Linked DNA regions of Triticum aestivum: region 1 is linked to region 2. A link is a contact called in public Hi-C data. All regions are on one chromosome and are shown on one strand. The core of a region is the stretch at or near the end of the contact, and the rest is flanking DNA. Distances in the headings are between cores, read along the strand shown. Region 1 holds the start of LOC123085760. Region 2 holds the start of LOC123085757 (leucine-rich repeat receptor protein kinase HPCA1).

Evidence for each region. Hi-C and Micro-C count contacts between places; a contact is called where the count stands out from the background.
Region 1: a Hi-C map of leaf shows a contact between it and region 2, with 7 times the contacts expected there. The contact joins the promoter of LOC123085760 here to the promoter of LOC123085757 in region 2. A contact is called at or near these places in 2 of 5 Hi-C or Micro-C datasets (both in leaf).

The regions. Positions count from the first base shown.
Region 1 is chr4A:176,306,477-176,313,488 of IWGSC CS RefSeq v2.1, reverse strand. It overlaps LOC123085760, which reads left to right and starts at 5,492. Exons shown (of 6, transcript XR_006439873.1): 1 at 5,492-6,096; 2 at 6,456-6,570; 3 at 6,667-6,718. It overlaps LOC123085762 (protein PHOSPHATE STARVATION RESPONSE 1), which reads right to left and starts at 4,654. Exons shown (of 8, transcript XM_044507462.1): 1 at 4,548-4,654; 2 at 2,514-3,140; 3 at 1,599-1,791; 4 at 1,434-1,510; 5 at 1,300-1,339; 6 at 968-1,019. The coding sequence starts at 3,086.
Region 2 is chr4A:175,625,101-175,631,801 of IWGSC CS RefSeq v2.1, reverse strand. LOC123085757 (leucine-rich repeat receptor protein kinase HPCA1) reads right to left here and starts at 3,159. Exons shown (of 18, transcript XM_044507455.1): 1 at 2,805-3,159; 2 at 2,528-2,654; 3 at 2,359-2,430; 4 at 2,166-2,240; 5 at 2,004-2,075; 6 at 1,741-1,902; 7 at 1,564-1,638; 8 at 1,404-1,475; 9 at 1,238-1,309; 10 at 1,083-1,151; 11 at 905-979; 12 at 746-817; 13 at 513-647; 14 at 1-415. The coding sequence starts at 2,919.

The sequences.
Region 1 (7,012 bases), core at 4,243-6,742, 680 kb before region 2:
CCATCCGGCTTTGATTCGATGGCTCACATCTTCATCGATATCACCATCCTTTTTGCAGCATTGCATTGACCCCAAATGTCGAAAGGTGTCCTTCTGAGGTACCACCTACCCATCAAGCCTAACCTCCTCCTCGACCTAGCAGTACTGAAACCGCACCTCATGTATTCAGTTTTAGTGCTACTAAGCCTAAAACCTTTCGATTCCAAAGTTTGACTCCATAGCTCTAACTTCCTATTAACCCCCATCCAACTATCATTGACTAGCACCACATCATCCGCAAAGAGCATATAACCCCCATCCAACTATCATCGACTAGCACCACATCATCTGCAAAGAGCATACACCATGGGTCTCCTTGTATATCCCTTGTGACCTCATCCGTCACCAAAGCAAAAAAGATAAGGGCTCAAAGCTGCCCTTGCTGCAATCCTATTTTAATCGGGAAGTCATCAGTGTCGCCATCACTTGTTCGAACACTTGTCAAAGCATTATCATACATGTCCTTGATGAGGGTAATGTACTTTGTTGGGGCTTTGTGTTTCCTCCAAGGCCCACCACATGACATTTGTTGGTGGGCATGTAAGTTCCTTCAAAGTTTTCCTGGGTTATATCCCATTTTAGTTATCTTTTTATTTATGATTTTGATCAGAAGGTGAATACCAGGACGTATCTATGGAAGAAAATCCATTTTGGGCAATTGCCTACATTGAAGCTATCTTTTCGAATCCCCATTAAAATGCAGTTGAATCGCAAACTTATATCAGCATCAGTTTTCTCAATGTAATTACTGAGCATTAGTCGAAATTCAGTTTTACAAACTAAACCACCATCTTAACTATTGGTTTTAGCTTTAATAGTTGATGGATGTCACATTGCACAGTAACCAGCTACCAATAAGCATCATGAGAGATGGGTATCATGCTAGAGTACAGAATAATAGATAATAAGTAAACAATTATCCACTCACGATTTCAGGTCTAGAGTCAACTCTTCGGTGGTAGTCCTTTTTTCTGCTGTACCTGATAATTTGGTATGGAATGGTTATATTATGTAACCAATTATACCAAACACAATGTAGATGCATGAATTCTGTGCAATAATGGAACCTTATCAAAATAATATCGCGTCATGAGAAGATTTACATATATATAAAAAAGCGTCAGCCCTAACCATTACCATAAAAATGTACTCCACTCAATACGATGGCATCATGGGTCATGAATAATAATATCAACTATGCACCTGTGCAGGGAAGATCTATATAAAATAGAAGTGCAAAAAAATCTAATCCAGACAAACCTTCCGTTAGGTCTGGCTTATAGCGAGCTGTTCGGTACTTCTGCAACACAAACCAGAAAAGGTAAGTGAGAACTCAAATCTCTTGTGGGCAACACTATTGTTTAGAACGAGAATTTAGAAAGCTAATGGCAAACCTGCAGATGGCTTTTCACATGATATATTGTCAAACCGTCAACTTTCATAAGCTTCAGCACACCCTTGGGAGTAGCTTCTGAAGGTACAAGACAAAAAGTACAAGCATTAGAACATGATTCATATCTAAAATGCACTTTTGGGAATCAACAGCACTGCAGACATACTTTCACTACCACCAAGCTTATTTACAGAGTCTACGAAGCACTCATGGAGTTCTGGAGTCCACCTCATCCGTTGTTTGGCTGCAGAGTTGCTATTGGGAGGACTAGCTACATTGCAAATCTCTCCACCATGAGATGAAGCTGGCTGGTTGACAGCAGGCTGTGATGCAGCCGAATTGGAAGGCTGAACCATGGACTACAACAAAGGTGACAACAAACATTTGGTCATAAAAGAAACAAATCGAATGGGCTTACCAAAAGCATCACAGTGAGAAACAAATATCACTCTAGAAACTCCAACTCCAACTCCAACAAGTTAAGAGACCTCCACCTTAAAATTAAGTGGACCGCATATTTCTATTTTGTGCCAAAGAGAATTAGAGAAGAAGCAGCATATATCCCTTAGAAGAATTTGCGGAGAGAGACACTCATATCAAGTCATGAACATTCATTACAAGATTCTAATGTAAACTCTAGTAGTCGATCTAATAACGACCCTCTTTGAACAGTGCAAACAAGAAATCATTTACTGGTGCCCTAACCATCACTCTAACAAAACCTACTACACATCAGTTTTAAACTTCCAATAAGAGGAAGGGATGGTTACCTACACTGTTTAAAGAGGCCCCAAGAAGTATGCCCCAATGTGTAAATGGAAGTATGGCCCGAGAAGTATACAGTAAGTCAAAACTTCCTCTTAACTTTAAAATTGACATACATTAAGGTATCTAGGTTGGCCACACAAAAATGATATCATAATACCAGTATATGCACTGGCAAAGAGCTTACGTGAAATTACAACTTCACAAGGTTGGCTAATATGTCATAATAAACAAAAAAATTACAGATTACTTCTAAACTATCAGAACCCAAGACAGAGCTGCCACGATGACTCTTTATGCCGTTTCATTTGCATACCTTTGACTGGGGATCAGCAGCCGTTGCATCTAGAATATCTCTCCAATCATCATTCATTATTTCTGCCCACCATTCATTTTGTTTAGCAACCACATCAGATGTCACAGCAGGACCGCCGTTCTGGATCTGACTACCAGAAGCAGGGATGTTATCCCTGTAATCTGATAAACCATCAGCCGAACCTGGGAACCAAGTTGCCCCAGTGTGACCTCCAGGGATATTATTAGATAAGGTCTGAAATACTTCGATATCTGATGGCTGAGGAGCAAAAGGAGCAACCATAGACTGCCTCTCATGGTTAGGCGCAGAATCCAGAGGATTAGGTGAGTATCCTAATGAGGCTGCATATGATGATCTCATAGCACCAGCTCTTGGGTGCAAAGTAGCAGATGGAAGTGCACTCTGATGTAAGGGCACAAGATCACTCGTCAGTTGCCTTTGCATCGGAGTGAGCTGCGGATTGTAAGGCCCATGGAAGGTTTCTTTCAGAGAATTTGGCAGAATAGGTAAAGAGGATGACATTCCTCCAGAAACCCTGCTGTTGTGAGACTGTCTCAGATCACACCTCCTCATCAAGAATTGTGCACAAGCGTTGTGTCTTTCCCATAAATTGATTTTGATATGTTCCTACAGAATAACCTTAGCACAAATGTTAATCCATTAATCTACCACAGGTTAAGAAATGAAGAGTTAATAAAGGGAACCTATGGTTACACCGTACGAATTGTAACCATCATAAACATAGGCAACTGTAGCTATATCAAGCATGCATATCTGCACCCTGAAATCAACCATGAGTAAGTAACAATCTAACTAGTGTGATCAGGATCTCACGAGCAAAAAAACAAAGAAATGGCAACATCATAAAACGTGTTAGCAAGAGTCATAAAGTTGCGTACTGGTGGCCAGCAACATATTAAATTATTAATATATCATTTGTCCTTCTCCTTCTTCTCTAAGCCATATTTTTGTCTACTCCAATGACAGATCACAAGATAAATTATGAGAAAGAATACTAGGCCCTCAATTAGTATTACCATTGTGATGCTTCAAAAAAAAGTAATAGAACAGAAGCAGATTAAACCACATTGCAATCCCAAAGGAGCGCTTTTTTTACCATCTCTCAAGTGTAAAGTCAATACTTCCTTTGAAGCTAGAAACCGGGTCATGTTTCTGCATAGACACACGCATGCAGGATCCTCTAGAGAAGACGCTACCATACGTATGTCCTGATGTGGGGCAATGACCATCTTTCTACCATCGATAACGCAACTTTTATTCACGCTCTGAAGCTTCATAATACAACAACAAATGCCCTTTTTCAACAGAAAAACAAAAGAAAATGGCAGGTTTCTATTCACTGTGCAATCTATGTATGACACCATATATATATAGTCAAACAAGGAAACACATCTTGGTACGCATGTGGTACTATGTGCTATTAACTCGCAGGATGACAGGCACTGTCTAAAGCCCATACAGGAGGATCTGAATTAAACCCCAGGGGACAGGCAACTGTAGGCAGAGGGGGCAGGACAATCACAAGGGCACCTAATTCTCCCATAACACCTCCCACAGCTCCCAGCCCCACCAAATCCCCAATCATTTTCCGTACCGGCAACATCACGTACTCCCACAACTCACGAGCACGTGTGCCACCACCGCTCCTCGCAAAACTCTCACCTAGGACCCCCGCACCAGCAAAGCATGTCGCGATCAGAACCCTAGAGAAACCCTGTGTGCCCGCCCCCCGCCCCCCGCCCCCGCGCGCGCTCTCCTCCGCTCCTGTCCCGTCGGTCCGATTCGCCTCCGCGGAGCCGATCACGCCGACACGACGAGCTAGGAAGCGACGGGCGAGCTAGACGGCGTGGATTGGACCTGGAGAGAGGAGGGGGGGATTCAGGAATTGGGGGAGAGACGGCCAGTCCGTACCTGGGTTGGGTTGTGAGGAAGCTGCTGGATCGGTGCGGCTTTGGGGGGAGGAGATGACAGCAAGGGGGAATTCTGGCTGGGGAGAGAGAGGGGAGGAGGAACCTGGTGCGCACAAGAGGAGGACGACGCCCACCAGTTGCCGGGGGGAGGCGCACCGCGCACCCCCACCGCACCATGGGCGCGGCTTTTTGCGGATAGGCCCCTTCGGCCGCCCTGCGGCCAACTTGGACGGCTAGGATGGTGTGTGTGGCCCACTTTGATGTGATTGCACCGCGGTTTCTCCTTGGCCCAGGCCTAGTTTAGAAACACGGTCTTTTCCGGAAAACGTAGCAATGTCAGATTATGCGCTGCGTGCAAAGCTTAGGGCAAAGTAAATTCTAAAGGGCGTCTTCAAAGCGTGCGGAAGATCATGTTTTCAATTTTAAGTGATCACATAGACTATTGAATCGAAAACAGTGCACAAAGACATTTGACGCTGATGGTCTAAATTTCATGTTTTAACCATTTTCTGAAACTTAGGGCCCGTTCTAAAGTCCTCCCAACTCTCTCAACTCTAAAAATTCTGCTTCTCAACCTAACTTCTCGCTCCACGCAGCAATTCATGTCCGTTCTGCACTGAAAACAGCTTCTCCATCGCCAACTTGGACTTCCTGCGAGTGTTGCGCCATGTTGGGTTGGATAAAAGTCGTTAAATGGGCTGCATGCAGCCCAAAATGGAAGGAGAGACACGCTGAACATGTTTCCACGAGATGAAAAATGGGAGAAGAGAGATGAAACGAACCGTTTTCTTGACTTGGGGGTGGCAACCTTTGTAACTTCAGCCAACTCCAAGCTTCTGTGGATTGTGAAGTTACGATTCCCCAACTTCTCAAACTCCTTCGTATCTACTACCACTATAAAAAAAAAGAGGGCGAAGAACCAAATCATTCTATGCATCAAAACCTACGATCTGATGGTCTACATCCCTCCAGAATACTAAACGCGTTTTAGGCTTTAATTACCCACCATGCCATTAGCTGCTAATGACCCCTTTCAAGAAAAGAAAAAATGTTGTAGCCCACGTCTTCATCAAACTGCACGCACGACGCCACTCCTCTGCTACCGACGCATCGCAGGGGCCGGGGCCGCCGTCCCGCCCGCCGCTCCTTCTCTGCTGCACCACAGACGCTAGCGCGGATCGCCGTCGCCGCCCGCCGCTCCTCCTCTAATTCTAGACGGACGCGAGCTCGGATCGCCGTCGCCTCCTCCGGCCGCTCATCCTCTGCCGCCCCATGGTCTCGACGCCGGAGGCTCTCCTATTGGTCGGATGCTGCCCCCACGGATGCGAGCTCTCGCCGCTCCTCCTTTTCTGCCCCACGGGCTCGCCGCCGACCGCTCTCCCTTCGTCGGTTGCTGCTCTATACGCCCATAGCCGTAATTGCGGAACGCGCCGCCGATTCTCTGCGCTGGAAGATCAGGGGAAGGCTCTCCTCTGCATCGGATCTGGCATCCTGAGCCTTCCAATGATCGGATCCGGTGAGATTTGCCACCTCCTGCTATCGTCCATGTGTAGCTCGTCGACTTCACCCAGGATGGCCACCAAGACGAGTCGACGACCTCTGCCTCATAGCTGTCTTCCCCGAGAGCTGACGCTGTCTCCATGCCGCACGAGGTTGCCGTTGCACCCACCACACACTTAGCATCGTTGATATTCTATATGTAACTCATCAATTGATAGATTTTCTCCCTGCTGTGACTTGCATTTTTCTACATTGCTTCGTATTAAGTTGATTGGGACTATTTGATTGAATAACAAATAGTAAACAACCTCTGTCGCTGATCAATTCATGGAACGATTATCACATGTGGCAAACTGAATTGCATTCTCAATACACAAGGGAAGTGCAAGCAGTATGTGGAGGGTCAAATTATTCATTACCTGCAAGTTATAAATTTATAATGCTAACACACTGTGTTTTGCTTTTATAACTTGCAAGTTGCAAGTGTTAACCCTAGAAAAACGATTTGCAGGTGGACATCTGCAGTAAATAATCAGGTGTTTCCTCATTATCAAAGTCAATGCTCTGTGAGTGTGCAGCGAGTGCGTGTGAATGTGCCGATGCGAGGTAGTGGAGGGTTCAGCAAGGTTCAGTTTCGGCTCCAATTTGTTTTCAGAATCATCTTCTAATGACTAATCTAATGGTCCTTTCTTATGTAGTTAACAAATTATATTGCCTTGTAGCTTTTTAACAAATTGGCTGCTACGAAGACCGGTTGCTTCAAATTTTGTTTTGGTATGTGCTTTGACTGATTATCTTAATGCCAGTACTTCTTGATTTTCACTCCATATATGAAATTGTTTAGCTAGCTCTTGATCAATATCCTTCAGTACACCTGCAATATTGATGGACACTAAGTACTACTGCCAATCATCAATGTAAACTATTCCAACTCTATATTAATTCAGAAAATAATCAGATACAAAATAATCGATTTAAAAATAAACTGCAAAACTTGTAAGTTTAGGAAATTATGTTGTTTTAATCTTTGCACTAAGAGTTTCCAGGCCTATATTGTTATAGGTATTC
Region 2 (6,701 bases), core at 1,910-4,409:
GAAGGTCTGGTTGCTGAGGTCGAAGCCGATGCGCATCACCTCGGTGCGGTTGAAGTAGGGCCCGCCCGAAGGGAAGAGCTTCACCTGGACCTGCATGTAGGAGTCGCTGTTGAAGAAGGGGTCCTGCAGGGCCACGGAGCCCGGGGAGAGCTCCAGCTTGGTCCACAGCTTGCTCTCCAGCTCCTGGAACGCAGTGCCGTTGCCCACGTCCGCGAAGAAGGGCGCGCGGAAGTACATCACCCCCTGGTACGGGTACGCGCACCCGCAGCTCTGCGGGCTCATGCTCTGCTCCGGCGGGCACGCCCCCGAGAAGCACTTCACCAGACTCGTCGTGTACGCCGGCGAAGGCGCGTGCTGCGTCACGTTGCAGTACGCCGTGTTCGGCAGGTGGTCGCACACCGGGTTCCCGGCCAGCCTGAACGATGCCATGCCGTGGCAGGAGTTTGTAAGTAAGATGGCAGCACTGCCACTGTCTGGAAACCGGAATTGGCCACTGCTATCTTGGTACTCACGCGAGCGTGCCGTTGTAGCTGGAGGTCACCGTGACGGAGGAGAAGTCGTTGTCCTTGAAGCTCACCATGCTCAGCTCGCTGCTGATGCTCCTCCCCAGGTCGAGGGTGCCATTGAACGCGTTGCCGTCCAAGATCCTGCAAAGAGGCCTTGTCAGATTCGCCACAAAGACCCACCAGTTTCACCATTTTTTGGTGCAAAAAAAAATGCAGACAAGGTTTTTGCGCGAATTTACACTTGCTGCAGCTGCGGGCTGCTGAACAGCTTCATCGGCACCGTGCCGTAGAGTCTTCCGGATTGTATGACCCTTGGTTTGGCATCACAAGACACTGTCAGATTTAGCCATCCAAGCATATATACTGTGAAGTTGCAAAGTTATTTCAGGGGAACTTACAGAGCTGAGAGCTGTGGCAACTTCCAAAACCACTGCGGGCTCGGGGAAGGATCAAATGTGTTGTTGCTCAGATCGCTGCGGTGCAATTAGACCAGATGAATTACTATCAGATCAAGCCTGGTGGTTCGAACAAATTAGCAGCAGAAATCTTCTGCGGTGTAAATTGCTTAGTGCTTACACATAATTGAGAAGAGTCATCCCAGATAGATTGGGCAACGGTCCGTTAAGCTGGTTGTTGGCTAAGTTGCTGAAACATATATGAAGATAATGTGCTTACAATGGCTATAGCTTTGTACTTGCACTTACTTACACAGTGCATCGTAGACAACTTACAGCTCGTTTACTTTGGTGAGGTTATTCAGGTTCGCTGGAACTGGGCCGGAGAGGGAATTTCTATCCAGCCGTCTGTCCAAACAAACATATAGAAGATTCATATCTGGCAGACCATCCAACAAAATAAGATGAATTGGGCAGAGTTTCGTCTGACAAGGACACTTACACAACTTCGAGTGTACTAACAAACCCAAGAGAGTCCGGGATGTCACCGGTGAATTTATTTCCATCGAAAAGCCTGCACCGAATATCTTGAGGTGTCAGCACACATGTCGCGAAGCAGGAGAAAGATGAATCTATAGGCAGAGAGGGCTTCGGGAACTCACAGATGAATCAGTGTCATCTCAGGGCTGAAGAGAGCATCTGGGATGGGACCAGACAATTGGTTCTTATTGAAGTGGCTACAGATCACCAGAAACAGTACGGTTAGAGATATGTTCCACTTCTCATCTCTGCTTCAGAAATGACAATACCCCAAAAAAAAAACAACTTGTATAACCTACAAGTGTTTGGTTTTTGTAAGCTTGTCTAGACCCATTCCCCCGTTTGATGAGATTGGCAATGGGCTAGTCAGCTGATTGTCGGCGACATCAAACCAATAGAGGCTGGAGAGATTGCCCAGAGATGCTGGTATTTTTCCAGAGAACTGATTCGAGTTCAGAGCCCTGAAATAGAGTTTGATCAATGTCATTTTTTTCCTGCAAAAACTGAATCACAGTGGCACAAATGTGCAGTATCATCTGTGGGGCACCAGTGAATCTCTTACATGTAAGATAGGTTGGGAAGACTCCCTAGCTCATCAGGGATGTTGCCGTGAAAGCTGCAACCTGCCAGAATCCTTCAAACCATGCGGCACAAAGTACAAGACATGAGCATAGTGACATAACCTAACCGAAAACAAGAAGGCCGTGCACGTTTAGAAACTTACAAGGTTGCAAGCTGCTTCAAATTACCGATGGTCGGAGTGAGCACACCTCCAAGGTCTTTGTTGAATGACAGGTCCCTGCATACACATAGAATTGCTCATGTCATGGCTCAGTAATGCAAGCAGAGCTGCAAGAAGAGGGATTATGTTGAAGAAAAGGTTTAGCTTGACACTCTAGTGCTCTGCCGCTACATACAGGGATTGCAGCTCGGTCAGCTGCCCGATGTCAGCAGCTAGAAGTCCTTTGATGCCCATGGTTGACACTTTTCTGAAAGACACGGTTGTATAATAATGGTAAGTTTTGTTGACCTGGCACTTTGGCGGAAGTTGCAGTGAAATTCTTGTCGAGCTTTGCCGACACTTACATGGAGATCACCCTGTTGTTGCTGCATGTCACCCCATCCCATGGCGAAACACCGCAGGGATCATCAGACTGTCCCCATGTCGGCGGCGAGTTCTGCCACTGATCCATTAGCGCTCGGAGAACAGAAGCTGCGATCGACTCAAGGTAGTAGAGTTAGCACACGTGAGTTATACTACTTGGGTAAAGAAAGAGGAGAAGAGCTCAAAATTCTTGTCTCATCATCGATGAATTGTACTAGTTGTGAAACTAAGCAAGAATGGATGAGGCAGGGTACTCACTGTCCTGGCTGTCCGTGAGTCCATGGCTTGCTCGCACGCACACCGAGAGCAGCAAGGCCAGAGCGAGCAGCACCCCTCTCAGACCCATCCTCGCACACCCACCAGCTTCCTCCATGCACGCACGCACGCACGCACGGACGGACGCAAGAAGTGAGCCGATCGGGCTCGCAGGGGGGCGAGGTGCGGTTTTAGGTGCTCAGCAAAAGCTGTGGAGCGCAAGGCAACCACCGGCACCACAACCGCAGCCCATGATGCGGCTCATGATGGGACGTGCATTCACCAAGCTAAAATGATAGGATCCTGCGAGCTCTGGAGAGAAAGATACAGGCGGGAGAGGTGGTGCCAAATGCCAACGACTTGACTTGAAAGCAAGCCAAGCCTCAAGCTCCCACTGTCTCCCTCGGTGGCTGGCTGTAGCTGAGCACGCCGATACCGGTCGTCCCCGTACGTCTCGCTGTCCGCCGAAGCCACCGAGCGAGCGGTCAAAAGGGCGGAGGATACGGCCGCGCGAACGTGTCCCTTGCTCTACGGCAACTCCTCCCCACCTCAATCTTGAGTTCAGTCGGTACGAGTGCACTAGTGTGCTGGTCTTTCATGTCATGCTCATGCTGCTGCTCCAAAAGTCTGTTTTTATTCATGCGGTTTAAAGGAGTTTAGTGATGATGATTAGGGGTGCGATTCAAGGCACGTAAAGAGGGAAATTTGGTGGGGATTAAACTAATGATTCCCATGATTGACCTTCTTTATCACCCACTTTTGCACTGGAGAGAATGTTCTTTCAGTTATATAGAGTAGATTATATTTTGGACTATGCTGACAAGGCATGCCTTAATTAGAGCAGGGTTAAGGAAAAGGTCTTCACAAGAGATAATAGGACCGTGTCTCGCTGATGTTAATCTGTGATCGACATTGAAGTGAAAGCGAAGCCGACGCTGTCCGCGGAAGGCAGTGCATGGTTGAATCTCCTCACAAAACAAGGAAGATAAACTGAGCTTGATCTCACATGTTTTTCCATGATCTTTCTTGCGTTCAGTTGAGTTAATTAACTCTAACAAGTGGCTAATTTGTAAACACTGAAAATATACGTTGCACTTACTCTAGGTGCAATACATATTTTAGAAGGCAATACGCCCTCTTCTTACCGACTAGGCTGCCTTTTCAGAGTCATGATGGTGATTTCTGTCGCTGATGATGAAAGGCTGTGAACCACGGTGGCAGGACAATTGGTCTGAGGCGGGGTAAGTTCCACGCCATTATTTGATGCTCTTGCAGTAACATTAAGATTACAACTATGAAACTAGACCAAGTTGTTATCGCGTGGTTTACAGTTTGGGAAATATCTAGATACCCTGGTGATGAGAGTGTTAGGAAGAACCAAAACACCATCACGAGGTCTTTTACACGCGGGGTACAACTCGTGCCTAAGAGAGATGATGCCCGTGTTGAAAACAACGTTATTAACCACACCTGGTCACAGTCACGAATGGTGATGCCCTTTCTAGGATCTTTTGACGCCAAAAGGAGGAGGAAACACAATCAACAAGTTATGCAACAGGCTCCATGAATGAAACCTCGAGAGAAGTAGCGGAACTACATGAAAATATATCCAAGTTTATTTTCCTAATAAATTTTGATACATGAAGCCCGAAATTTAAAAGAAAGAAAAGTGAAACTCTTTTTTTTTGCGAGAAAACTTCCGATCTATTCATCTTCAATCATGGTATTACAACCTCGGCGTGCTAAAGACGGCACACGTCCTTCGACTATGTTGGCTATAGTTCAAATGGACGGAGCCGTCTAAGATGTGGGTCGGCATGGGCAACCCTTGTGATGACGAGGATAGGAATTTTTTCTATGCCTCCACTACTATCACCATTGGGAACGGTGCCAAGACTCCTTTCTGGGAAGCGCCTTGGGTGCACGGCAAGAAGCCTAAAGACATTGGGCCTCTCATCCATGAGGCTTCCACAAGAAAAAAATTGAGAGGTGAGGGAAGCTCTCAAGGAGGGAGCTTGGATCAAGAAAATTAAGATGACCGCCAACTTTTGGATGACCCACATTCGTCAATTTGCTGAACTCTGGCTACTTATCTCGGAGTTCCCGCTCGAGGAGCACATGGAAGATGAGATTACTTGGAAGCACGCCACAGATGGTCGATACTCGGCGGCAACAGCTTACCTCGCGCAATTCCTGGGAACCTTCTACTCCCCTATGGATCACATGGTTTGGACCGCTTGGGCACCGCTGAAGGTGAAATTTTTTGCTTGGCTCGCAATACAAGACATGCAATACAAGATAGAATCTGGACAACTGATAGGTTGGCGCGTCATGGATGGCCAAACTGTCATCTTTGCCCCCTATGCAGAAGACAACAAGAATCCATGTTACACCTCTTCGTCAAATGTCGTCTCACCCTCCGCCTATGGAATTTGGTTAATGAGTGACTACATCTTGAAGACCTTGACACATCTACTTGGCACCTTGAGGACTCTATAAAGGATTGGTGGGTGAATAGATCAAGCAAGAGCACCCCAACCAAAAAGCCATGGCCTCCCTCACCATGCTAATTGGATGCACCATTTGGAATGAAAGGAACACCCGGGTATTTCGACAAAAGAGTATGCCTCCAACAACATTGCTTAACAACGTCAAGTGTGAGGCCATCCTCTGCTAACCGCCGGGGCAAAAAAATTGGGCACCATCATACCGGGAGAGTAACACTTTTTGTTTTTCAGTTCTGAGGTGTATTTCAGTTGTGAGGTGTTTTTCAAACTCTATTCTCCCTTAATTAATATATGAGGCAAATCTTCTGCCTCGGTTTCGAAAAAAAAGAAAATAAATAACATCCAGATCTGTAGACTACCCAGCGACGACTACAAGAACTGAAGCGATTCAAAGGCGTGCCGCTGTCATCGCCCCTCCCTGGCCGGAACCGGGCAAGACTTATTGTAGCAGACAGTCGGAAAGTCATCGTGTTAAGACTCCATAGGACCAGCGCAGCAGAATATTAAACGCCGCCGATGAAGAGTAGCGTAGACCAGAAGGACCCAACCTAAAGACACACGAACACAGACGTACTACAACCAGACCTGAGCAAATCCACTAAGGACAGATCCATCGGAGACACACCTCCATACGCCCACCGACAATGCTAGACACACCATCGGGATGATGGCTAGGAGGGGAGAACCTTATTCCATCTTCAAGAAGCCGCCGCCGTCTCGTCTTTCTCAGCAGAACACAAACCCTAAGAAAACTCAAAGGAACATCTAAAAATAGAGCCCTCCCGCCGGCAAGGGTCGGGATCCACCACGCCGCCATGTCCCTAAGGTCACCGGAGACGAAGCGGACATGCGAGAAATTTTGCACATGCGTAGAAGGTCTATGTATATCTAGAATTTTATTCTTACATTTTTTTTTGAAAATATGAATTTTATTTCCAAGTTTTCAAAAATAACAGGGTCCATGAAGCCCAAGATCCAAAACATATTTTCAACTTTTAACCCCCTAATTACACATTTGTGACACCAATTACCCATTTAGTTAAAAATTCCCCCTAACTATTTGATTTAGTGAAATTGTCCCTAAATATACCTTTTTAAAGATTATGGCCCGTTGAGTCATGCAGGATAGCCTCGCCAGGCGCAGACTAAGGTGGTCCATAATAGGTGCACACACGTAGTGAAGGAAATATGCCCTAGAGGCAATAATAAAGTTGTTATTTATATTTCCTTATATCATGATAGATGTTTATTATTCATGCTAGAATTGTATTAACCGGAAACTTAGTACATGTGTGAATACATAGACAAACAGAGTGTCCCTAGTATGCCTCTACTAGGCTAGCTTGTTTATTAAAGATGGTTAAGTTTCATAATCATAGACATGTGTTGTCAT